4 separate regions of the Mus musculus genome follow, and all the other regions are linked to region 1. A link is a contact called in public promoter capture Hi-C data. All regions are on one chromosome and are shown on one strand. The core of a region is the stretch at or near the end of the contact, and the rest is flanking DNA. Distances in the headings are between cores, read along the strand shown. Region 1 holds the start of Zfp583 (zinc finger protein 583). Region 2 holds the start of Isoc2b (isochorismatase domain containing 2b). Region 3 holds the start of Nat14 (N-acetyltransferase 14). Region 4 holds the start of Rasl2-9 (RAS-like, family 2, locus 9).

The links. Promoter capture Hi-C pulls out the DNA fragments that hold promoters and counts their contacts.
Region 2: a promoter capture Hi-C map of second pharyngeal arch cranial neural crest shows a contact between it and region 1. The contact joins the promoter of Isoc2b here to the promoter of Zfp583 in region 1. A contact is called at or near these places in 4 of 39 promoter capture datasets (embryonic stem cells, hippocampal neurons, pre-B cells and 1 more).
Region 3: a contact with region 1 is called in a promoter capture Hi-C map of second pharyngeal arch cranial neural crest. The contact joins the promoter of Nat14 here to the promoter of Zfp583 in region 1. A contact is called at or near these places in 5 of 39 promoter capture datasets (cranial neural crest, frontonasal cranial neural crest, hippocampal neurons and 2 more) and 1 of 115 datasets of contacts at active chromatin or transcription factors (embryonic stem cells).
Region 4: a promoter capture Hi-C map of hippocampal neurons shows a contact between it and region 1, with 5 times the contacts expected there. The contact joins the promoter of Rasl2-9 here to the promoter of Zfp583 in region 1. A contact is called at or near these places in 3 of 39 promoter capture datasets (cranial neural crest, embryonic stem cells and hippocampal neurons).

The regions. Positions count from the first base shown.
Region 1 is chr7:6,328,009-6,334,125 of GRCm38.p6, reverse strand. Zfp583 (zinc finger protein 583) reads left to right here and starts at 3,692. Exons shown (of 5, transcript NM_001033249.3): 1 at 3,692-4,056; 2 at 4,810-4,871. The coding sequence starts at 4,863.
Region 2 is chr7:4,863,995-4,870,111 of GRCm38.p6, reverse strand. Isoc2b (isochorismatase domain containing 2b) reads left to right here and starts at 3,933. Exons shown (of 6, transcript NM_026158.2): 1 at 3,933-4,051.
Region 3 is chr7:4,918,900-4,925,016 of GRCm38.p6, reverse strand. It overlaps Nat14 (N-acetyltransferase 14), which reads right to left and starts at 2,431. Exons shown (of 3, transcript NM_001358881.1): 1 at 2,378-2,431; 2 at 1,688-1,809; 3 at 11-1,114. The coding sequence starts at 1,759. The coding sequence ends at 566. It overlaps Zfp628 (zinc finger protein 628), which reads right to left. Exons shown (of 3, transcript NM_170759.2): 3 at 3,014-6,117. The coding sequence ends at 3,120.
Region 4 is chr7:5,122,906-5,129,022 of GRCm38.p6, reverse strand. Rasl2-9 (RAS-like, family 2, locus 9) reads left to right here and starts at 3,073. Exons shown (of 1, transcript NM_009028.2): 1 at 3,073-4,081. The coding sequence starts at 3,094. The coding sequence ends at 3,744. It also overlaps the pseudogene Gm47692.

The DNA.
Region 1 (6,117 bases), core at 2,443-4,942:
GGCTATGCCAGTGCCTGGCAAACACAGAAGTGGATGCTCACAGTCAGATATTGGATGGATCACAGGGCCCCCAATGGAGGAGCTAGAGAAAGTACCCAAGAATCTGAAGGGGTCTGCAACCCTATAGAAGAAACAACAATATGAACTAATCCGTACCCCCAGAGCTCGTGTCTCTAGCTGCATATGTAGCAGAAGATGGCCTAGTCAGCCATCACTGGGAAGAGAGGCTCCTTGGTCTAACAAACTTTATATGCTCCAGTACAGGGGAACACCAGGACCAAGAAGTGGGAGTGGGTGGGGAGGGGAGCAGGGTGGGGGGAGGGTATAGGGGACTTTCAGGATAGCATTTGAAATGTAAATGAAGAAAATATCTAATTAAAAATTGAAAAAACAGAAAAAAAAATCATATGTAAAAAAAAATGGGGTCCAGAACTAAACAGAATTCTCAACAGATGAATCTCGAAAGACAAGAAACATCCAAAGAAAATTTCAACATCCTTAGCCATCAGGGAAATGCAAATCAAAACAACTCTGAGATTCTACCTTATACCCATCAGAATGGCTAAGATTAAAAACTTAAAGGACAGCACACTCTGGTGAGAGTGTGGAGCAAGGGGAGCACTCTTCCACTGCTGGTGGGAAGCAAACCTGTACCACCACTCTGGAAATCAATGTGGTGGTTTCTCAGAAGATTGGGACTAGTTCTACCTCAAGGCCCAGCTATACCACTCCTAGGCATACACCCAAAAGATGCTCCACCATTCCACAAGGACACGTGCTCAACTGTGTTCATAGCATCTTTATTTGTAATAGCTAGAAACTGGAAACAACCTAGATTTCTCTCAACTGAAGAATGGATACAGAAAATGTGGTATATCTTCACAATGGAATACTACTCAGCTATTAAAATGAATTTCACAGGCAAATGGATAGAACTAGAAAATATCATCCTGAGTGATGTAGCCCATATCCAAAAGGACATGCATGGTACGTACTCATAAGTGGATATTAGCCATAAAGTACAGGATAACCAGCTATAATCAACCGACCCAAAGAAGCCAAATAACAAGGAGGGCCCAAGGGAGGATGGATGGATCTTTCTCAGAAGGGGAAACAAATAGGTATCAGAGGTCAATAGAAGGAGGTTACTAGGTAGAAAAGAGGATGGGGTGGGGGCGGGGAGATCATATGTAGGGGACAGAGAAAGGAGATCCACTAGGGGGTGGGGGCAATCTCTAGGACATGCCAGGGACCTGGGATGGGGAGAGGCCCAAGAGGGCCTAATGAAGAAACTAGCTGAGATTCCTAGCAGTGGGGATATGGATCCTAAAGTGGGGATATGGCCACTATAGCCAGGCAGGACTCCCAGTGGAAAGATAAGGACAGCAACCCATCCCCAAAGCCTTCAGCCCAAAATGTGTCCTGCCTACAAGATGTGCAGGGACAAGCATAGAGCAGAAGTGGAGGGAATGGTCGGGCAGTGGTGGCACACGCCTTTAATCCCAGCACTTGGGAGGCAGAGGAAGGAGGATTTCTGAGTTTGAGGCCAGCCTGGTCTACAGAATGAGATTCGGGACAGCCAGGGCTACACAGAGAAATCCTGTCTCAAAAAAAAAAAAAAAGTGTGTTTGTGGGGCGGGGAGGGAATGGTTGTACTCTGAGAGGCTCCACCCAGCAGCCAGCGGAAAAAGATGCAGAGACTTGCACCCAATCATAAGATGGAGCTCGGGGAGTCTTAAGGAAGAGTTGGGAGAAAGATCGAGGGACCTGAAAAAGACATGGACTCCAAAAGAAGAGCAACAGAGTCAACTAACCTGGACCCTTGGGGTCTGCCAGAGACTGAATCAACAAACAGAGAGCGAGCTTGGGTTGGACTTAGGCCCCTGCTCATATGTAGATGAGCGGCTTGGTCTTCATGCGGGTCCCCCAACAATTTGAGCAGGGGTTGTCCCTGAGCCTGCTGCCTGCCTGCCTGTGGATCCCTACCCCTACATCCCTGACAGCCTTATCTGGCCTCAGTGGGAGAAGATGTGCCTAGTCCAGCAGTGACTTGATGGGGGGGACGGGGAATTCATACCCAGAGAAGTGGTTTCTCCTCAAAAATGGGGAAGGTGGAATTGGGGGGCGGGCAACGGACTTGCGTGAAAGGAGTACTGAGAGGAGAGAAAGGGCTGATATTGGGTTGTAAAGAGAATAAATTTAATTAAAAAAAAAGAATATTATCCAAAATAGCCCCCCAACTTCTTTTTTTTTTCTAGCAGCCCCCCCCCCCCAATGGCTGACTTAACCTAGGGCTTCAAGCATTCTAGCTAGGCAGGAGCTCTATCATTGGGTTACAGCCCTAGCGCACTTCCTCCCCAGTCTATGTTGGTTCCATAAAGATGAAGATTTTGGTCAGGCGGGGTTCATTGTTGTGTCCATTTCAGAGTCTGACATACAGAAGGCGAGTAATGAATGATGCGTGAAAAGGTAAGGCAGAGAGAAGGTAAACAAACAAGGGAGAAAGAAACCCAGCAACGTGGGCCCTGAACCAGGAGATGACCAATTTTCATCCGCTGCTCTGGACAGGGCACCGGCCAGCTAGCACTGCGCATGCGTGCTCGAGCACAGCCCCCCCACCACCACCACCACCACCACAACTACCCCCACCCCCGACTCCTCGTCTAAGAGACCGAGGAGAGCAAGCAGCTCCTGCGCAGCCTGAGTGAGTTCTGGTTCTGACGACCGGAAGGGAAGAGACAGAATTCAGCGGAGATTCTAGGACCCCCGAAAGCCGCGCCCTAAAAGGCGTTCCCAGCATGCCTTACGCCGCTCCAGTCAAGCGCAGTACTCCACCTCCCAGAGGCCCTTGCGCGGAGTCGCTCCGCAGCCGCGCCTTTGTGAGCTCTACCGGCGCCGCGAGATCGAGCCCCGGCCCCGGCCAGATCTGCCTCGGCGCCGAGTGAGAGGTGACGAGGACTGAGGAGACGCTCGGTGAGGATCAAGGTACCGCGTGGGAGAAAGTGTAGTGGGTGCAGAGTGACCGTGCGAGACCACGCCACCGTATATGAGGGGCCTATTATGATTGTAAGGTTGCAACTATGTGAGACTGAGGCGGTGACAATGTATGTGACATTATAAGACAGCACCCCATAATGGGGGGAGCCTGTGACTGTGAGTATGGAGATACATGAAACAGAGAGAGAGGCTTGTGCCAGTGTGTGATAGCGCTAGGGGATGTGTGTGGGAACATGAGTGAGTGACTGTGGCTGAGCCTGTACACTGTGTGAGACTGAGGTGGTTATCATGTGTGTGACAGTATGAGACCACCCACTTGCATGAGGGGGGCCTGTGACTGAATACTCTGTGAGACTAAAAGACTGTGACAGTGTATGTGATTGTACCGGGGAGGGATCAGCTGAGTGACAGTGTTAGACTGGATCACTGTGTATTAAGGACTTCTGACTGTGAGACTAAATACTGTGTGAGACCGAGGCTGTGACATTGTGTGTGACAGATTGTGACAATATAAGGGATCATGTGGGAGAATGTGTCTGAAGACTCATATGACAGTGAGACCCCACACCGTGTGAGGGGGTCTGGTACTGCATACACTGTGTAAGACTGAAAGGCTGTGACAGTGTGGGTGACTGCACAGTGGAGGGTGTATTATATGTGAGCACTTTGGAGTGGGGATCTGAGTGGCAGTGTCAGACCACACCTTGTGTACGAGATGCCTGTGGCTGTGAGACTGAATACTGCTTGAAACTGAGGGGTTGTGACAGCGTGTTGACTGTATATGACAGCATGTGGGAGAATGTGTTTGGAAACCTATCTGACAGGGTTGAGACCAAGCCACTTTATTGTGAAGGCCTGAGGCTTGAGACTGTGCCAAGAGTACTGTCAGGGCCTGTGACAGTTTGTGAGACTGAATGCTGGCTATGACATAGAGTGAGAGGCTGGGACAATAGGTGTAGCACTATGAGACCATGTCACAGTGTTGAAGGGCCTATGATGGTGTATGAGACTGTGAGATCCCATAAGGATGTGTGTGAATACACAAGACTATGCCACCAGGTACAAGGGGGGTCTGTGACAATGTGGAATGTGGGGATAAAGACGCCATGAGGGGCTTTGAGGCTGCATTTGGGACTATGTGATATTATTACAGCAAGACTTTTGCTACCAGCTGGGATGGAGCCTGTGACAATGTATGGGCCCGAATAACAGTGTATAGGGCTATTTCATTGCATCTAAACAGTGTAACTGTTTGAGACAGACAGTGCTGGAAAATATGTGACAGTATGAGATATCATAGGGGGGGAAGGGCGGGGGGGGGCATTTGTAGGGTATCCTGATCCTGGTCCACTGTCTTCTAGATCACATGGTCCCTTTGCTACCCACTCTGTGCAAAGTAGCTTCACTTGATGGCCTACATCTCATCCTTATGGAAAGGGTGGAGATATACTTCCTTTTAACGTCATCTATACACTATAAATTCCAGTCTAGTTTCCAGTTTGGCACAGTTATTTTCTCAACTATTGCCTTGTGTATCTTCAATGATGTAAACCTTCATGTGTGAAAGGTGGAAGATTCTAATCTAATAATGCCAGTCTTAAATTGCTCAGACATAAGTGAAAGAGATAACTTAGACATAAAATATATGTTGAGTCCCAGAACTATACAGTACATAGGAAAAGCATTGTTAAATGTAGGGATACCTCAAATGCATGTCTGTGGAGGGAGGAGAAGGACAGAGGTGTGATGCTGGGGCTGCAGGATACACCTGGAACTTACAGTTTCCTGTTTCTGTCCACTTTACTTTCTTAGGACACCTCCCTGCTCCCAGAAACACAGCCATACATTCTTGAAGCTTTAACGCCATGTCCAAGGTAAGAAGCGTTTCTTTTTCCCTGGAATGCCACCTTATTTATCAGTCAGGCTAAACCACTTTGATTTCAGAAATTCAGCTGCCTGACAAAATCTCCTCTCTCCAGTGACTTGCTCTTGTTCTCCACTGCAACACAAGAGCTAGTCCCCCAAGACTAAGCTAAGAGCACCCTTTCCCCCGGCCAGCAAGGACGCAGTTCAGCCTCGCCTGTGGGTTCAGTGCTCTTAGGAACTCACTCTAAGAGGCAAAAATACATTTTTTTTGGTGGGATTATGTAAGCTCATATTGTGGGTATTAGAGGTGTAGATGTGTGTGGTAGCTTTTCTCTACAATCTCTGGTTTGAAAGGAAATAGGAGGGCTTTTGGGGGGTCCAGAGTTTGGGCATTTGGCAGAAACTCATGTTCAAGATGATTTTCAGAAATCCGATGTATCAAATTGGGGATGGTGCTGTTTTGTTTTCCAAGACAGGGTTTTTCTATGTAGCCCTGGCTGTCCTGGAACTCGATCTGTAGACCAAGCTGGCCTTGAACTCACAGAGATCTGTCTGCCTCTGCCTCCCAGATGCGTGCACTACGACCACCTAGCTCAAACCTTGATGGCTAAAGTGCATCTAGGCTCAGGCAGCGTTTTTCTTAGTCTGTCGGGAGCTTTGAAGAGTAATTGTTTATGAGAACAGTAATTTCTTCTTTTAGAGATAATCTGTTAGTAGCAGTGCACAGCTGATATACTGGGCAATCCCGCTAATTAATTAAATTGTTATGGGGAATGTATTGACATGGTGACTTACGTAGCCCAGGCTGGGGTTCAACTCATTCCAGCTAACCCTGATTTTGAACTCCCAGTCCTCCGACCTCTACCTTGGAAGTAAGAGGAAACACTTGAGCCTGTATTTTAAAATATATGTTAATTTTATTTTATGAGTATGGGTGTTTGTTTGCATGTATGTACAACACATGCTTGTATGTACATGCATGTATGTACAACACATGCATGCAGTGCTACAGAAGATCAGTAACGGGTGTCAGGTCCCCTAGAACGAGTGACAGATGATTGTGAGCTGCCATGTAGGTGCTGGGAACTGAACCTGTGTCTACTGCCACAGCAGCCGGTGTTCTTAACTACTGAGCCATATCTCCAGCTCATTGAGCCTGTGGTTTTTTTTTTAAAGATGTATTAGTTTATTTTATGTGTATGAGTGATCTCTTTTCATACAAACCAAAGGAGGGCATCAGATCCCATTACAGAT
Region 2 (6,117 bases), core at 2,684-5,183, 1.5 Mb after region 1:
GTAAGCTCTCAGCCTCCTTCCTTGCCTGCTGCCTGCTGCCTGCTGTGTGCTGCCTCTGCTCTGCCATCATGGACTATCATCCCACTGGGACCGGAAGCAAGAATAACCCTTTCTTTTATAAATTGTTTTGGTGGTGGCATTTTTATCATCACAACAGAAATGTAGCTAGCATAGAGGGTTTTGTACACTCTCTGCTCCTTTTTTTTTTTTCCTTTTTCTTTTTTAATAAGTCTCCCAGGCTGGCCTTGAATTTGTAACCCTCCTACCTGTTATTGGGATTCCCAAGGGAGGGAGGAGCCTCTAAGCCTGGTGTGGCATACATCTAAAATTCTAACATCCAAGAGGTGGAGGCAAGAAGATCCAGAGCTCAAGGTTAGCAGCAACTACATAGTGAGTTTGAAGCCAGCCTAGGCTCAGGAAGGGAGGGAGGACGCACTATAGTGTGTTTTGATTTCTTTTAAAAACACAGGAATATTAATAAGAATGTGCTTTTGGTTTACTCCCCGGCGTGGGATGTGGGCTGCTTTGGATGCCCACAGCAGCTGACTGTGATTTGCCTCCTGCTCTAGCTAAGGCATGGTTTTGCCCCCCGCAGATAGTTTCTGTGATGAGTTATGGAATTCTGGAGACTTTTCAGAGAGTGTATACATGCTAGGCTCCCCCAAGAGGCAGTGTGGGTTTTATGGGAGTTGGTTGTTGGTTGTTGTTGGTCACTGTCTGTTAAGTAGTCGTGTACAAAGAAGAAAGAACAAGAAGATATTAGATATCCTCACAGCAAAGATCAAACTTGCCCCCAAGGAACTTGATGCCCCTAATCAGCAACAAATCGTCTAATTAACGATGTTGCCCCCTTTCTGACTCCTGACTTTATCCAGGGATGTCTTTCTTCCCTGTCCTTTTCCCTCTCTTGTCCAGTGTTAGGAGGTTGGAAGGGTGGAAGAAAAAGGGTGGAGAAGCGTGGGAGGAAGGAGAATCCGCAAAGCAGCAAAAGGCACACAAGCTACAACACACACACACACAGCACACAAGCTACAACACACACAGCACACAGCACACAAGCTACAACACACACACACACAGCACACAAGCTACAACACACACACACAGCACACAAGCTACAACACACACACACAGCACACAAGCTACAACACACAAACAGCACACAAGCTACAACACACACACACAGCACACAAGCTACAACACACACACACAGCACACAAGCTACAACACACACACACAGCACACAAGCTACAACACACACACACAGCACACAAATCAAAGCAAATACTTCTTTTTGAAACAGGGAGAGAGAGGCAGCTAGAGAGATGGTTCAGCATTAAGAGAAGTGACTGCTCTTTCATGATGAGGAGGTTCGAATACCACAGTCAGGGGGCTCACAAACACCCCCTGTGACTCCAGCCTCAGGGGATCCAAAGTCCATTCAGGCCTCCATGGGTAAACGCACACAGTGAGACAGGGGCATGTAATACATAAATAAGATAAAAATAAATCTGTTCTCTTTCTTTTTCTTTTCTTTCTTTCTTTCTTTCTTTTTGTTTGTTTTTTTTTTTGTTGTTTTTTTGTTTTTCGAGACAGGGTTTCTCTGTGTAGCCCTGGCTGCCCTGGAACTCACTTTGTAGAACAGGCTGGCCGTGAACTCAGAAATCCATCTGCCTCTGCCTCCCGAATGCTGGGATTAAAGGCGTGTGCCACCATGCCCAGCATAAATCTGTTTTCTTAAAGACAGGAAAATAGATGGAACTGGAAAGTATATTAAACAACCACAGGAGAAAAAGTACAAGGAGTCCCATAAAGGACCAGAGGTGGACCCTGAGTCTAGAAGGCTTTGGGCTGTGGTCCAAGAAGGGGGCCTGGGCTTGGTTTATTTATATTATACAGATTCTATTTTTGTACAGATTTGCATGGCACTGTGATTGAATTCGGAGCTTCATGCATGCTGGGCAAGTGCTCCACCATCTGAGTTATATCCACAGCTGTGCCAGGGACGGACTACAAGGGTGGGAACTCTGGAGGGGCTGCCTTTGGCTTTGGGGGTGAGGAGGGGAGAGCCTGTGTTATTTATGGGTTTCACAGGCTTTCCCACTTCCCACGGATCTCCTGAAATGCCAGGCACAGGTACCTCCCAGTTGTGCATTCTACGCTAGGCGAGAGCCACAGGCTCAGTGTCGGCACTAACGTACATGGTGTGAATAGCTGTTAAGGGAACTGAAGCCAGCACCTGCCAATTAACTTTATAGACTCTAACACAAGAGTGATGGCATTTGCCCTTTCTTTTCTCTTTTCTTTTTCTTTTTACCAACCCCTACCGCTACCCACACACCTGCCCTTGGTTTCACTATGTAGCTCTGGGGAGTCCTGGAACTCACTTTGTAGACTAGGCTGACATCCTAACTCACAAAGATCTGCCTGCATCTGCCTTCAGAGTGCTTGGATTAAAGGTATGTACCACCATGCCTGGTTCTTTTCTTCGTGTGTGTGTGTGTTTATAAAATTTTGGGTGTGTGTCTGCCCATGTGTCTGCTTACCACATGCATTCAGTGCCAAAGTGGCCAGAAGAAGGTGTCTGAGCCCCTGGAAGTAGAATTACAGGCGACTGTGAGCCTCCACCACTGTCTGGCTTGTTGTTTTTAATCTTTGTTCAGCTCATTTTGTTTTTGAGGCTCAGTTTCAGGATGCACTTGAGTTCACTGTTCTGGGGAGACCAACTTTGAACCTCTGCCGGTTGCCTTCCCAGTCCCATCCCATCCCCCATCTCTCCCACCCTCACCCCACCCCCATGCATACAGTGCTGGGCACTAAAGCGAAGGCTTTATTCATGCCAGGCAAGGACTCTGCCACCTGAGCTACAGTTCCAGCCTTATTTCTTTTTCTTTGTTCGACAGTGTCACACTCTGTGGCCCAGGCTAACCTGGAACTCTGTGTATATATATATCTCTCCCCCAAAAGATCCTCACCCACACTCAGCCTCCCAAGTGCTGGGTTTACAGTCCTCGTTAGCCACCATGCCTAGCCCTTTTCTCATAACTTCAAGGTGAAGAAATCCTCCTGTCTCCACTTCTGAGTACTTGGGGTCATGGGTATTAAGCCACCGTAATCAGCTTTTGTTTTCTTATTCATTGAACTCAAGGCCTCAGCTTCTAGAACGCTGGGATTACCGGCCCTGAGCCACCATACCAGGTTTATATATCTGGATGAAGTAATCCTCTCTCTCTTAACCCCCACTTCTAAGTACAGAGTCAGTTTTCTATATAGACCACCCAAGGAGACAAGTCCTGAATTCCTGGAGAAAAAGCTAACTGGCAAGCAGTGGGGGAAAATGTCTTACGAGGCTTGTTCTTTTGTTTTCTTAGTTTGACTTTCGGGTTTTCGAGACAGGACTTACTTCCGTGTTGTACTGGCTATTCTGGAATTCGCGTTGTAGAGTCAGAATTATGCCTGCCTCTGCCTCCTGAGTACTGGAACTAAACCATTAACTAAATCATCGGTTTATGATGATTACTGGAACTAAACATTTGCGCCACCATGCCCGGCTGTTGTTTTGGTTGACAGGGTCTCACCACGCAGTCCCGGCTAGTCTCGAACTGGCGATACTCGTGCTTCAGCCTTCCTAGAGCTAGGTTACAGAAAGCATCACCTCTCCCCGGTCGCCCCGGATGGAGTGGATGGTGCCATGAACCCTACACTAGCCAAGATTGAGCCTCTAGCTCTCTGGTCGTTCTTCACCCTCCTTCCGGGTTAGAAGCCGAGCTCTCAGCCAAGGCCCTCCCTCCGTGGATTTTCATTGGTCCTACCCTCTGTCTCTCCGCCTGCTCCAGTTTCTTCAGACCAATCGAATTAACAGGATGGAGTAGAACAGAGTGAGGCGAACGCCGATTGGTTGGCTCGGCGCGGGGGTGTAGACCCGCGGCTCTGACTACGTGTCTACAAAGGGCAAAAAGGAGGCCCAGTACGGGGTCAGTGGGAATCCAGCGGGGAAAAGGTCACGGGACTTCTTGGAAAAGGGGCCCGAACTCGAACCTGGGACCTTCGAGTAAGTCCGGTTCGTTACTTGCTGGCTGTTTGCAAACCCACCATCCCGTCATTCAGACCGGGAAACGGAAGCTTTGCAGGGTGTCGGGTTCGGGGGTTGGAATGGCATTCCATTTGGTCTCAGGATAGACCCGCGGGGAGAGTCCCCAACCCTCTCTAGAGACAAATTTTGCATCAACCCCGCCAGTGAGCTAACCCTGGAGAAAAAAAGAGACCCAGAGAGGAAGGGAAACTCACCCAGGGTCACACAGCCTGAAATTCCTGGTTCCAGGAGTTGTGGTCCCCGCTTCTCTCACAATTACGTGCTCCTCTGTATCGCTCTCCCTAAAGCATCGTGGATCCTCTCCCATCTGTGTCCCCAGTCCATCTCGATCAAATCTGGCGAACTGAGCCTGGCTGTCATGAAAGCCAGGCAAATCAAGTGCTCTCTACCACTGAACTCCATCCAGCCCCCTTGCTCATTTCCTTCACACTGTGCCTCCCAAAAATGGGTTCCCAAGCCAAGAACCCAGCCCTTGGGACATAAGCCTTAAAAACCTATGAGGGGAATAGAGAAGGGGGGGCGAGTAGACATGGCTCAGTGGCTAAGAACTCTGGTTTCTCTTGTAGAGGACCTGGGTTTGGTACTCAGCACCCAGACGGTGGTTTACAACCGTCTTTAAATCTAGTTTCAGGGGACCCGACTACCTCTTCCAGCCTCCACAGACACTACATGCATGTGGCTATGCAGTCTCAGGTCAAACACTCATATAATAAACCCAGTCCGGGCTGGAGAGATGGCTCAGCAGTTACGAGCAGTGGCTCCTCTTCCAGAATGGCTCACAACCATCTGTAATGGGATCTGCTGCCCTCTTCTGGCATGCAGGCATACATGTAGACAGAGCACTCATATACAGGGAATAGATAAATAAATATTTTTTTAAAATTAAAAGTAAATCTGATCAACACACACATTTGGGATCCAGAGAGAAATGACTCCTTCGCTTGTCTCTGACCTCCACATATGCCCCATGGCATGGATACCCTCTCCCATATAGAAACTAAATAAATAAATAGAAATTTTTAAGGAAAAAAAAATCTACATTTGCCATTCAGGGAGCACAGATGGGAGTTTGCCATACCGTTCTTGCGCTTTTCATTTCACTGGCGCACTTTTTATCTGTGTTGGAGACCTCCCTTGCAGGTTTGTTTGTTTGTGGGTTTTTGTTTGGTTTTTTTTTGTTTTTGTTTTGTTTTGTTTTTTAAATGTCTGTGTTGGAGACCTCCCTTGCAGTTGTTTTTGGCTACAAAGAATCCACAGTGAGAATTTGGCTGGCTGCAGTTTTTGTAATCCCAGCTACTCCTTCCGGAAGTTTCAGCAGGAGAATTGCTCGTTGAATTCCAGGTGCCCTTGGGCGATTTAGCAAGATTCTGTGGCAAACGGTGTTGAATCTGATCTCCAGTACTGCATGAATCACTTGTATGCTGATAAATTCTTGCACTAGGGTGTGGAGGCTAGAGGATCAGAAGTTCTAGGTCACCCCAAACCACAAAGTGGAAAACTTGAGAGAGAGAGAGAGAGGGAGAGGAAGAAAGAAGTATATGTATCTAATCACAGCTCAGTGACTCCATACCTAGAATCCCAGGATTTAAACAGCTCACACAGGAGGGTTGACGTGAGTCCCTGGCCAGCCTTGAGTCCATGAGAAGCTCTCTGCTCTACACAGTGGTTGAGAGTGGATATGATGCCATAGGTCATTAAACATTATTAGTGTCTGTTATGTAAGGCATTATGGGTCACCAGGTGGCCAGACTGCAAGTGTCTGTGGCCTAACTGGCTACATTTGGGAATTTGTGGCCCTTTATCACTAGAGCCCTGTCAAAGAGTCTTGTGATTAATAATAACCTGGTCCCTGTCAGATAAATACTTAGGGACAGATTTCTGGATCAGAGGGTTTGTGTCTCCGTCACTTTGAGGATGGTGACCATGCCTGTCAGGCTATGAGACGTTCTGAGCCTCTAGACTGGTCCCTCCGGAGCTCCCTGCTGCCTTCAGCAGATTGCTAGGTCTTTGTGATCCTCTGTGTG
Region 3 (6,117 bases), core at 1,182-3,681, 1.4 Mb after region 1:
GAGACAGGCACACAGAAGTTTCAGGGTTTATTAACAAACAGTGTAAAAAACCAGATGGGCTTGGAGACACTGTGCTCCTGGCCCCACCCACTCCCAGAAGATCTGTCCCCTTTGGGAGTTCCCTGTCACAGACTCTAACTTTTAGTCTCTCTCTCTCTCTCTCTCTCTCTCTCTCTCTCTCTCTCTCTCTCTCTCTCTCTCTCTCTCTCTCTTTCCTCAAATCTCCCTTCCAGACCTCAAACACAGGCAGCAGGGGCTTTGTAGACCCAGAACCCGACGTTTTTCAGTGCATACAGACTGGGGCAGTGGGGGTGAGGCAAAGGACTGGACACGGTGACCTCTAGTGGTCCCAGAAGACCAAGAAGGGATTTGTTCTACTTGAGTTTAGAGTCCTCATTGCAGCTGGCAGGCACACTGGGAATGTAAGTCCATCAACCTCGGTGCTTCACTATCAGCCCAGCAGACTAGGTAGACACTGAGGGGGGGATGTAAAGTGCCTGGCACACAGTAGGTGTTCTTTAGGTGCTGGTTCTCTGCCCATCTATCCAGTGGGCATGGTCTCTAATCACAGGTCTTTGCTGAATTCCCTAACCAGCATATAGCCCATGCAGCCCCAGCCTCCCTCTGCCTGGTAGCCACAGGCCTCCAATAACCCTGCCACCCCCCAAGCGGCTACAGCCACTGGGACCACGAGCCGGGCCCGAGGCTCCCCCATACTTCCAGCCCATGCTCGGGCTCGAGCCTCGGCAAAGGCCAGCAGCCTTCTGCCCACGCCCCTGCGACGGTGCCATCGAGAGACAGAGAGGCGGGTGACTCGGGCTCCATCCCCCACGTTGGCACCAGGGGCCAGAGCCAGGACTCCACACACATCGCCGGAGCCACGGACAGCCACCCAGGGCCCTCCCAGGCCGCCTGGTGGAGGCAGAGAGCCCCATCGGGCTCGCAAACCCAGCTTCACAGCGGCTACAGCCAGAAACACGGGCAGCAGGAGGGCCAGGGCGAAGGAGGCCAGGATGAAGCGCAGTCCGCTGCTGGCTGCAGCCAGGAGGAGAAGGGCTGGAGGTCGTGTCAGAGCGTGGAGGGCCACACGGTTTTCCGTGTCTTTTACACCAGCCTGTGGGTGGGAGTAGAGGCTCAGCCATTCATCACATAAGAACTTCCGAGGAAGGATTTCTCTTCTCAAGTGAGAAGAGAAGCCAGCGGATGGGGTGGTCCCAGTCTGGCCCATTGGGTGTTAAGGGCTGAGCGAATGAATGCGGTTTGCCCGAATGAAATGAACTGATTTAGGACCTGAGGCCCATGAGTCCGGATGGCATGCTAAGGTAACGCACCAAAGGAGACTGAACAGGATAGGCAAAGTGAAGACATGGGCTCTTCGCTGGAAGGTCTGGGGTGTGTGTGTGTCTCAGTAGCCCTCATTTTGGGACTGGTAAGTGGGGCTGAATGGAGGTCAAGAGACCTGAACACCCAGCCCCTACACCCTTTCAATTGCTTTTTTAAAAATGGCAGCTGAGGTTTAAGTAGGGAGAAGGCAGTAGAGAAAAGAGACCAATTAAAAACAGCTGAGGCGAAAATCCCCTCCCCCAGGACCCCCGGAGCTCAGGCAGGTGGGCGGGGCTGATGGAACCCACTTTGAATGGCCCTAAGAAGCTGCGCATGCTCACTGGTGCCCCTGCCGGCCTCTCACCTTCAGCATCTCCAGCACCAGGGGCTTCTCATCTTCCCTCATTTCCCGCACTGACAGGTGGTTAGGGGCCATGGTAGCCCCCAGGCAGGCCCCTCCCCAAGGGAGCTGACGTTGTACACCTGCTGAAAACAAGTAGGTTGGTGTTAGGTGGGCACCTGAGTTCTAAGAGCCCTGGGAGGGATGGGCCGCAGTGTTTCCCAGATCGCCAAGGACCCTAGAGCATTGCCAAAGAAGACTGTCACAGTGGCAGGCCAGGTGCCTCCATACCCAGTGGGGCTCTGAAAATCGTCCCGAATCGTCCCCCACTCCGGAGAAGACATTCATTGATCTGCCTGTAAACTCATCCCCTATCCAAACTCCAGCAGCCGGTCTCCTGAAGTGGTCCCACCCCACATAGCAGAAACAGGGCCCTGAAAGGCACCTCCACGGGGTTGCTCGAATCCCTTGACAGTAAGGGAGAAGGGGGGCAGGGGCAGGAGAGGGTCACCACCGGAAGTGACGTCCACGCTCCCGACTGGAGGCAAGACCGGCACCTTAGCAACTGTTGCCAAGCTTCCCCCACTATGGGGCAGGGGTTGGGAGTAATGGAGGAAACTGCGAGGACGAGGGAAGAGCTGTGACCTGCTGGAGGCCAGTGGGAGAACCTTGGAGAAGGGGGGATGGGAGTGGGGGACAGAGAGGGTTTCTTACCCGGCCTGCCTGGGAGGATTAGCACAGCTCCTTTCTTGCTGGTCCTTCGTTGCTAAGCGACCTGAGCATCAGGAAGAGGAGGCGTTGCTTGTGAACCTAATCTCATTGGCGCTTGGGTCTTTGAGGGAAGGGATGAGGGGTAGCATCAAGCATCCCCATCAGCTGAGACCTTATTCTCAACCCGGAGGCACCTGGGGTATCGTTTGAATTAATAATATTCCTCTACCTACCTTTCAGGTGAGGTAAGGGTGGTTTATAGGAAAGAAGTGGAAAATCCAGAAATTGATCCCTAACCCTCCCTGCTATAAGTACAACTACAGACGAATACATACAAAGGTTGGGAAAGGACCAGAGAAATAGCTCAGGGAGTAAGAGAGCTTGCCAAAAGGAAACCCACATGACTGACTCCCACTGTCTCTCTGTCCTCTGCAAGTGTACCCGCCCTCCCACCCCCAGCACAGTAAAAGCCTTAACAGTTTAAAGGATGGGGGAGCTGGACCCCACCCCGGAGAAGCATTTAGCCCTCCAAGTACAAAGCAAGTCACCTCAGATCCGGGAAGCAAGAATGAAGACTTCCAGGTCTGAAGCAGGGGCTATGCCCATGACTATACCTCCCCCATGAAAACAAAACCAGGAAGAGATTCTGGGTCTTTATTAGCAAGTCCAGCCAGCAGCCCCCCTGACTCTGGGGCTGACCCCAGCCCAGCTGAGGAGAACAGTTAATTGCGGGGAGGGGGTCTCTTCAAAACGTGTGTACCAGTTGGACTGCAGGAAGAGTCTGCACAATCTGGATGGAGGGCAAGTTCTGGGGAGCCATGACCCCTGGTCCAGCCACTGCGGGGACCACTTGTACCATCTGGGACGGGGGAGCTACGGGCACCCCCACAGGGGCAGAGACCGGGCCAGGTGCTGACGGGGCCAGGAGTTGCAGTGTTGTGGTGCCTCCTGCAACGCTGCTATTTTCTAGCAGATCAGTAGCTGGGGCGCTACGAATGATAAGGAGTTTCTGTCCTGATGGGCCAGTGGCCGCTGGCTCCGCCAGACCGGGGGAAAGCGTTTCCACCTCCTGCACGCAGAGCCTAGTCTGCTCACCATCCGCCCCACTCAGCACCAGCACACTCTGCAGCCCCTCATCTGTCTGCAGTGTCTCAAACAGGACGTCCTGGACCACACCAGCACCGGCCTCACTGTCTCCCACTTCCCCGGGCCCAGGGCCGGTCAGCAACTCTTCAGTTGCCCCACTCTGAACCAGCAGCAGGTTTGGAGCTTCTGTAGTGCCAGCTCCTCCATTAGAATTGGAGACTTGGCCTGTCAGGGGCTGGAGCTGGACCGTAGTCACCTCCTGTGCTGGTTGTAGCTGGACTGTAGTCACTTCCTGTGCAGGCTGTAGTTGTACCGTGGCCACTTCCTGTGCTGGCTGAAGCTGGACCCCACTCACTTCCTGTGGTCCTGTCTCCCCACTCCCTACATTCTGCAGAACAATGAGGCTCTGCCCTCCCCCGCTAGCCCCTGCATTGGCCCCTCCTTGCAGCCCCAGACCACCTGGGCCTGGAAACCACACCACCCCTGTCCCCTGTCCAGCTTTCCCAACAGACCGAGGGCCTGGCCTTGCAGCACCACTGCCCGGACCTCCAGCACTGGCAGGAGGCAGCAGAATGACTTTAGGGGGTGGAGGCGGGGGTGGAGGAGTAGGGGATTGGACACTGCTTGGAATCAGCTGGAGGCCCTGGGCAGTCTGTACCAGGAGAAATGTTTGAGAACTGGGAGCAGCCGGGCCTGGGGGCGTAGGCTGGGCTGTTCCCCCAGCTACTTCAAGTGAAAGTGTGGCCTGTAGGTTAGGGAGTACGTGAACATCTTGAGCAGCCAGTGGAGTTGGAGCTGCAGCCAATGGGGCAGGGGGCTGCGATGCTACAGCAGAGCCGGTGGTGCCCGAAGTTGTGGTGGCTGGGGTGTGCGTCCTCAGATGCCGCTGCAGGTAGGCAGCCATAACAAAGCCACGGCCACAAATGGGGCAGGCAAAAGGGCGCTCGGCAGAATGAGTGCGCTGGTGCAGCAGCAGGTTGGAGGAGTGTGTGAAGGTCTTGGGGCAGAGCGGGCAACGGAAGGGGCGCTCGCCCGTGTGCACCCGCTGGTGCTGCCGCAAGTTGGACGTCTGTGCGAAGCTCTTGCCACACACACTACATGAGTGGGGCCGCTCACCGGTGTGCACATGCCGGTGGCGCCGCAGGCACGAAGTGTTACGGAAGGCTTTGCCACACTCAGTGCAGGCATAGGGCCGCTCACCCGAGTGAAGTCGCAGATGGTACTGATAGTGGGACGACCACTTGAAGGTGAGGCCACACTGGCCGCAGGTGAAGGCTCGCAGGCCTGTGTGCACACGCTGGTGGATGGCCAGCAGGGAGGAGCGTTTGAAGGCTTTGCCGCACTCCCCACACTGGTAGGGCCGCTCACCTGTGTGGTCCCGAAGGTGGTAGCGCAGCCCGGAAGAACCCTTGAAGGCCTTCCCACACTCGGCACATTTGTAGGGCCGCTCTGCAGAAACCACCGGGGCAGGTGGAGGAGGAGGGGGTGGGGCAGGAGTGGCTGGGGCTACAGGTTCCTGGGGACAGGTGACCTCCGCAACCTCAGCCTGGGGAGGTGGGCGTCCGGCTGCCGCCTCCTCCACGTGACACTGCTGGTGAGCCAAGAGGCTGGCCAGTTGTGGGAAGGCACCATCACAGCTGCCACAGCGAAAGGCCTGTCCACTGGCCGCACCATGGCTGTGCTGGTGACGGGACAGGCCAGCCACCGTCCGGAAGGACTTCCCACAAGGAAGACAAGCAAAGTTAGGAGGGCCTGGAGTGGCAGGTGGGGGCTGTGGTAGGGCGGAGTCAGCCTGGGGCAGCTCGGCAGGCACATCCTGGGACTGGGTGGCTACAGGGGGCCCCGGGCATGGCTGGTGCTCCAGGAGGAGCTCCTCGCTGCTGAAGCCCTGCTCGCAGCCATCGCAGCGGTACACTAGCTCCACTGTAGTCTCAGCAGCAGCCAAAAAAAGCTCGGGCACCACGGGTGGGGGCTGGGGTGGTGGGGCTGGAGGCTCAGGCGGGCTACGGGGCTGCAAGTAGGCATCAGAGACCAGAACCTTGGTGTCAGCTCTGCTGGTCTCCCCTGGGGGGGCGGGGGCAGGGGCGGGGCCGGGGGCAGGGCCGTGGGTGCGGTGGTGCAGCAGCAGGTTGGAGGAGTGTGTGAAGGTCTTGGGGCAGAGTGGGCAACGGAAGGGGCGCTCGCCCGTGTGCACCCGCTGGTGCTGCCGCAGATTGGTGCTCTGAGTAAAGCTCTTCCCACAAATGCCACAGGTGTAAGGGCGTTCTCCTGTGTGCACATGCCGGTGGCGCCGCAAGCTGGAGGAGTTCTTGAAGGCCTTGGGGCAGTCAGGGCACGGGTAGGGCCGCTCACCGGTATGCTGTCTCAAGTGGTATTGGTAATGGGATGACCACTTGAAGGCCAGACCACACTGGCCGCAGGTGAAGGCCCGCAGGCCTGTGTGCACACTGCGGTGGATCTGCAGCAAGGAAGAGCGCTTGAAGGCTTTGGGGCAGTCTGGGCACTGATAGGGCCGCTCGCCTGTATGGCCCCGCTGGTGGTAGAGGAGGGCTGAGGAACCCTTGAAGGCTTTGGGGCAGTCCGGGCATTTATAGGGCCGTTCACCTGTGTGAGTGCGCTGATGGTGCAGGAGCCGAGATGACCACCTGAAGGACTTG
Region 4 (6,117 bases), core at 1,824-4,323, 1.2 Mb after region 1:
GATAATGTTTGAACCCTTCAATACCCCAGCCTTGTACATCACCATTCAGGTGGTGCTTGCCACGGACTGGGGCTCTGTGGGCCCTCTTCGGTCTGCGGAATCAGAGTCTCAGACAGATGGGCATAGAGTGGGCGAGTGACAAACAGACGTGACAAGAGAACGTGTTGAATCTGAGTGTAATTTATCAAATCCAGCATCAAACTTTTTATACAGAATAACAAGAAACCAGGCGAACACATCCGCTAAGTTACAGTGACACAAAACAAAAGGAATGCATACATCAAAAGATGGCGGGGGACCAGGCCTCATTTACCACTTAGAAAGGAGCCAGGTGTAATGCTAGTCTATTGTTAAACCCACCACCAGGGGTTCTTAGTAAATGCCTGATTATGCTGTTCCTTTGGGCCTAGTGAAGAAACCTGTCCCAGGGGGATTCCCTAACTCTTTCATGGTTACCCCACCTATTTGCTAGGCCATTGTGTCCTAAGGCTACTGTCCTAAATAATCACTCTGCAGACTAGCCCTGAGCTATTCTAGCTCCGTTCGGAAGCACTGGGTGCTCCTCAGGGGCCACACACACGCTTCTCTACTAGAAGTAAATTTGAATGTTACTGAATAGGTAACCTTCTCACTGAATTCCCACTAAATTCCAAGCTCCTCGGCGTCGAGGATTTTCTAGGACATTGCAACACTGGCGAAGGCTTAGCTATGTCAAGCAATCAAATCTTAAAGGCACTTATAATAAAACAATACTGAAAGAGAGCACGTGGATCCATACACCAAACTAACACGGGAAAAGGGTTTGAGTATACGGGCTATGGGAATGCCAAGGTTCCAGGAGGCATAGTTTCCTTGAAACTCATTGCCTCGTGAGTGTTTCCAGGCCTCTTGGCCTGTCAAGCAGACTTCACCGGAGTGGGCGTAGGAGGTGCTCTCCTTGTATGTATCTGGGCGCACCACTGGCATTGTCATGGACTCTGGTGACGGGGTCACACACACAGTGGCCATCTATGACAGCTACACCCTTCCTCACGCCATCTTGTGTCTGGACCTGGTTGGCCAGGACCTGACAGAGTACCTCATGAATTCCTGACTGAACGGGGCTACAGCTTTACCACCACTGCTGAGAGGGAAATTGTGACAAGGAGAAGCTGTGCTATGTTGCCCTGGATTTTGAGCAAGAAAAGGCTACTGCTGCATCATCTTCCTCCTTGGAGAAGAGTTACTAGCTGCCCGATGGGCAGGTGATCACCATTGGCAATGAGCGGTTCTGGTGTCCGGAGGCACTCTTCCAGCATTCCTTCCTGGGCATGGAATCCTGTGGCATCTACGAGACCACCTTCAACTCCATCATGAAGTGTGATGTGGATATCTGCAAAGACCTGTATGCCAATACACTGCTGTCTGGTGGTACCACCATGTACCCAGGCATTGCTGACAGGATGTAGAAGGAGATCACAGCCCTAGCACCCAGCACAATGAAGATTAAGATCATTGCTCCCCCTGAGCGCAAGTACTCAGTCTGGACCTGCGGCTCCATCCTACCTCACTGTCCACCTTCCAGCAGATGTGGATCAGCAAGCAGGAGTATGATGAGTCGGGCCCATCGTCCACTGCAAATGCTTCTAGATGGACTGAGCAGGTGCCAGGCATCTGCTGCATGAGCTGGTATTGAAGTATCGATTTGCCCTGGCAAATGTACACACCTCATGCTAGCCTCATGAAACTGGAATAAGCCTTTGAAAAGAAATTTGTCCTTGAAGCGTGTATCTGATATCAGCACTGGATCATAGAACTTGCTGATTTTTGACCTTGTATTCAAGTTAACTGCTCCCTTGGTATATGTTTAACACCCTGTGCATATCTTGATTCAGTCCTTAGTTCATGTGGCTCGGTCACTTGGGGCTGGGGAGAACACGCAGTGGAAGAGAAAGGCCCAGCCTGGTGGATCTCTGTGAGCACCACGGAGTGATCTGTGCAGGGTATTAACCAACAGCAGACTTCCAGGATTTCCCGAGGCTGGCAAGGGCTCCTGAACCAGTTACCACTCCTTCTTGCCAGTCTAACAGGGTGGGAAAGTCCGAGCCTTAGGACCCAGTTTCCGTTCTGGTTTCTTCCCTCCTGACCACCATCGGTTGTTAGTTGCCTTGAGTTGGGAACGTTTGCATCGACACCTGTAAATGTATTCATTCTTTAATTTATGTAAGGTTTTGTTGTACTCAATTCTTTAAGAAATGACAAATTTTGGTTTTCTACTGTTCAGTGAGAACATTAGGCCCCAGCAACACGTCATTGTGTAAAGAAATTAAAGTGCTTCAGTAACTGAAAAAAAAAAAAAATTTCCTACTACCTATGATATCAAGCTTGGCTTTCTACAAGAGTTCAATCTCTGACTCTCATTTAATTCTTCCATTCCTTCACACACATATATATATATATATATATATATATATATATATATATATATATACTTTTTTTTTTTTTTTTTTTTTTTGGTTTTTCGAAACAGGGTTCTCTGTATAGCCCTGGCTGTCCTGGAACTCACTTTGTAGACCAGGCTGGCTTCGAACTCAGAAATCCGCCTGCCTCTGCCTCCTGAGTGCTAGAATTAAAAGTGTGCGCCACCACACCCGGCTCTATATTTCTTTTATATTTGACATAAGATCGCCTTTTTTTTTTCCTTTGTCTCTAAAAACAAATTGTGCAGCCCGTTGCTTAGGCAAAAGGAGTTTTGTCAGAAAAGTTCAGATCTAACAGATCTGTTCAGGATGGCAGGCAGTTCACTGAGCCAAGCTGCCTTCCTCTGTGTCCCTGTCATGAATCCTTGATTCGGTACAATTCAGTAGGCTTCATCCAAGAAATGCAGAGATGGTTCAGTAAGTGAAAATCAGTCCTGGAAGGTAGCTGGAAGGACCCGGCAGAGCGCAACACGAGGGTTGGTTGTCCTTCGGGTGGGCACCGCAGCGGCGGGCGGTGCCCAGCTTCCCTTCCCCCACAGTCTGGTACAGAGTCTGCCTTCCCGCGCGCTCTTCCCGGCCGCTGCCTTTAGAGGGCGCACGTGCAGCAGCCGCTCTCTCCGGCAGGATCGCCGCGATGGCCGCCCAGGGAGAGCCGCAGGTCCAGTTCAAGGTCGTCCTGGTGGGCGACGGCGGCACCGGAAAGACGACATTCATGAAGCGCCACTTGACCGGAGAGTTTGAGAAGGAGTATGTAGCCACCCTGGGCGTGGAGGTGCACACATTAGTCTTCCATACCAACAGAGGACCTATCAAGTTCAATGTGTGGGACACAGCCGGTCAGGAGAAGTTCGGGGGGCTGCGCGATGGCTACTACATCCAAGCCCAGTGTGCCATTATAATGTTTGACGTAACATCAAGAGTTACTTACAAGAATGTGCCTAGCTGGCATAAAGATCTAGTGCGTGTGTGTGAAAACATCCCCATTGTATTGTGTGGCAACAAAGTGGATGTTAAAGACATGAAAGTGAAGGCAAAACCTATTCTCTTCCACCGAAAGAAGAATCTTCAGTACTATGACATTTCTGCCAGAAGTAACTACAACTTTGAAAAGCCTTTCTTCTGGCTTGCCAGAAAGCTCATTGGAGATCCTAACTTGGAGTTCGTTGCCATGCCTGCTCTTGCCCCACCTGAGGTAGTCATGGACCCAGCTTTGGCAGCACAGTACGAGCATGATTTAGAGGTTGCTCAGACGACTGCTCTCCCAGATGAGGAAGATGACCTGTGAGAAAGTGAAGCTGGAGCCCTGCGTCAGAAGTCTATTTTAGGCAACTGTCCTGTGATGCCAGCCAGCGGTGCAGTGTGTGTGCCACCTTATTTAGCTAAAGGAGATCGTGCAATTCATTGGGATGCTGAAGGAGATGAATGGGCTTCGGAGTGAATGTGGCAGTTAAAATACACCTTCATTTTTTTGGACTTGCGTATTTAGCCCCCTGGAACAGAGTTGTTCTGGATTTCAAAGATAAGACTGCTACCGTAGCATCACAATAGTCAGTGGTGAAATCTTGTTTGTAACTGTCATTCCCACTCTTTCATTTAGAATCAGAATAAAGTTGTATTTCATATTTGAAATATCTTCTAAATATCTTCTAAAAAAGAGAAAAATAAAATCAGCAAATGTAATCTATCACATAAACAAATTAAAAGGGGAAAAAAAACATGATCATATCTTTAGATGCACAAAGGGCCTTTGACAAAATCCAACACCTCTTTATCATAAAACTCCTTGAGAGCCTAGGGATACAAAAGACATACCAAACATAGCAAAGGCAATATAAAGCAATCTGATAAGCCGGGAGTGGTGGTGCCTTTAATTAAATGCCTTTAATCCCAGCATTTGAAAGGCAAAGGCAGGCGAATTTCTTTTTTTTTTAAGATTTATTTATTTATTATATGTAAGTACACTGTAGCTGTCCTCAGATACTCCAGAAGAGGGCATCAGATGATTGTGACCACCTTGTGGTTGCTGGGATTTGAACTCGGGACCTTTGGAAGAGCAGTCGCGCTCTTAACCACTGAGCCATCTCGCCAGCCCCCAGAGAATTTCTGAGCTCAAGGCCTGCCTGGTCTACAAAAGTGAGTTCCAGGACAGCCAGGGCTATACAGAGAAACCCTGTCTTGAAAACCCAAAAAAAAAGCAATCTGATAGCAAACATCAAATTAAAGGGAGATAAATTCAAAGCAGTTCTACCAAAATAAGGAGGAAGACAAGCTGTCCACTCTTTACATATCTATTGACTATTATACTTGAAGTTTTACCTAGAGCAATAAGACAACTGAAGGAAATCAAGGGGATACAAGTTATTTTTCAAAAAATAGTCAAAGTATTGATGTTTGTAGATTATATAATAGTATACATAAGTGACCTTAAAAAAATCCACAAAGGGGGTTGGGGATTTAGCTCAGTGGTAGAGCGCTTGCCTAGCAAGCGCAAGGCCCTGGGTTCGGTCCTCAGCTCTGGAAAAAAAAAAAATCCACAAGGGAGCCGGGCGTGGTGGCGCACGCCTTTAATCCCAGCACTTGGAAGGCAGAGGCAGGCAGATTTCTGAGTTCGAGGCCATCCTGGTCTGCAGAGTGAATTCCGGGACAGCCAGGGCTACACAGAGAAACCCTGTCTTGGAAAACAAAACAAAAAACAAACAAACAAAAAAATCCACAAGGGAAATCCTACAGCTGATAAATACTTTCAACAAAGTAACTAGATACAAGCTTAACTTTTAAAAATCAGCAGCCCCTACAAGTAGCAAATGGACTGAGAAAGAAATTGGGAAAACAACACCTTTTACAATAGCCTCAAATAACGTAAAATATCTTGAGGTAACTCTAACAAAGCCAAGGAAAGACCTGTATGACAAAAACTTCGAGTCTTGGAAGAAAGAAATTGAAGAAGATATTAGCCAGGCAGTGGTGGTGCTTGCCTTTAATCCCAGCACTTGGGAGGCAGAGGCAGGCAGATTTCTGAGTTCAAGGCCAGCCTGGTCTAGAGTAAGTTCCAGGACAGCCAGGGCTATACAGAGAAACCCTGCCTCAAAAAAAAAAAAAAAAAAAAAAAAGAAAGAAAGAAAGAAAGAAAGAGAGAGAGAGGGGGGGGGGGGGAGGGAGGGAGGGAGGGAGGGAGGAAGGAAGGAAGGAAGGAAGGAAGGAAGGAAGGAAGGAAGGAAGGAAGGAAGGAAGGAAGGGGAAAGATATCAGAAAATGGAGAGATCTCCCATGATCATGGGTCAACAGGATTAACATAGTAACAATGGCCCTTCTACCAAAAGCAATCTGCAGATTCAATGCAATCCTCATCAGAATTCCAACTCAATTCTTTACAGACTTTGAAAGGACAATTCTCAACATCATATGGAAAAACAAAAGATCCAGGATATCAAAAATAATCCTGAACAATAAAAAAACTGCTGGAAGTATCACTATCCCTGACTTCACATTGTACTACAGAGCTGTAGTAATAAAAACTATATGGTATTGGCATTAAAAACACAGTGATCAATGGAATCAAACTGAAGACCCAGTCATAAGTCCACACACCTATGGATACCTAATTTTATTTATAAAGAAGCTAAAAAAAAACACTAAAAAAAATAGAAATCATCTTCAG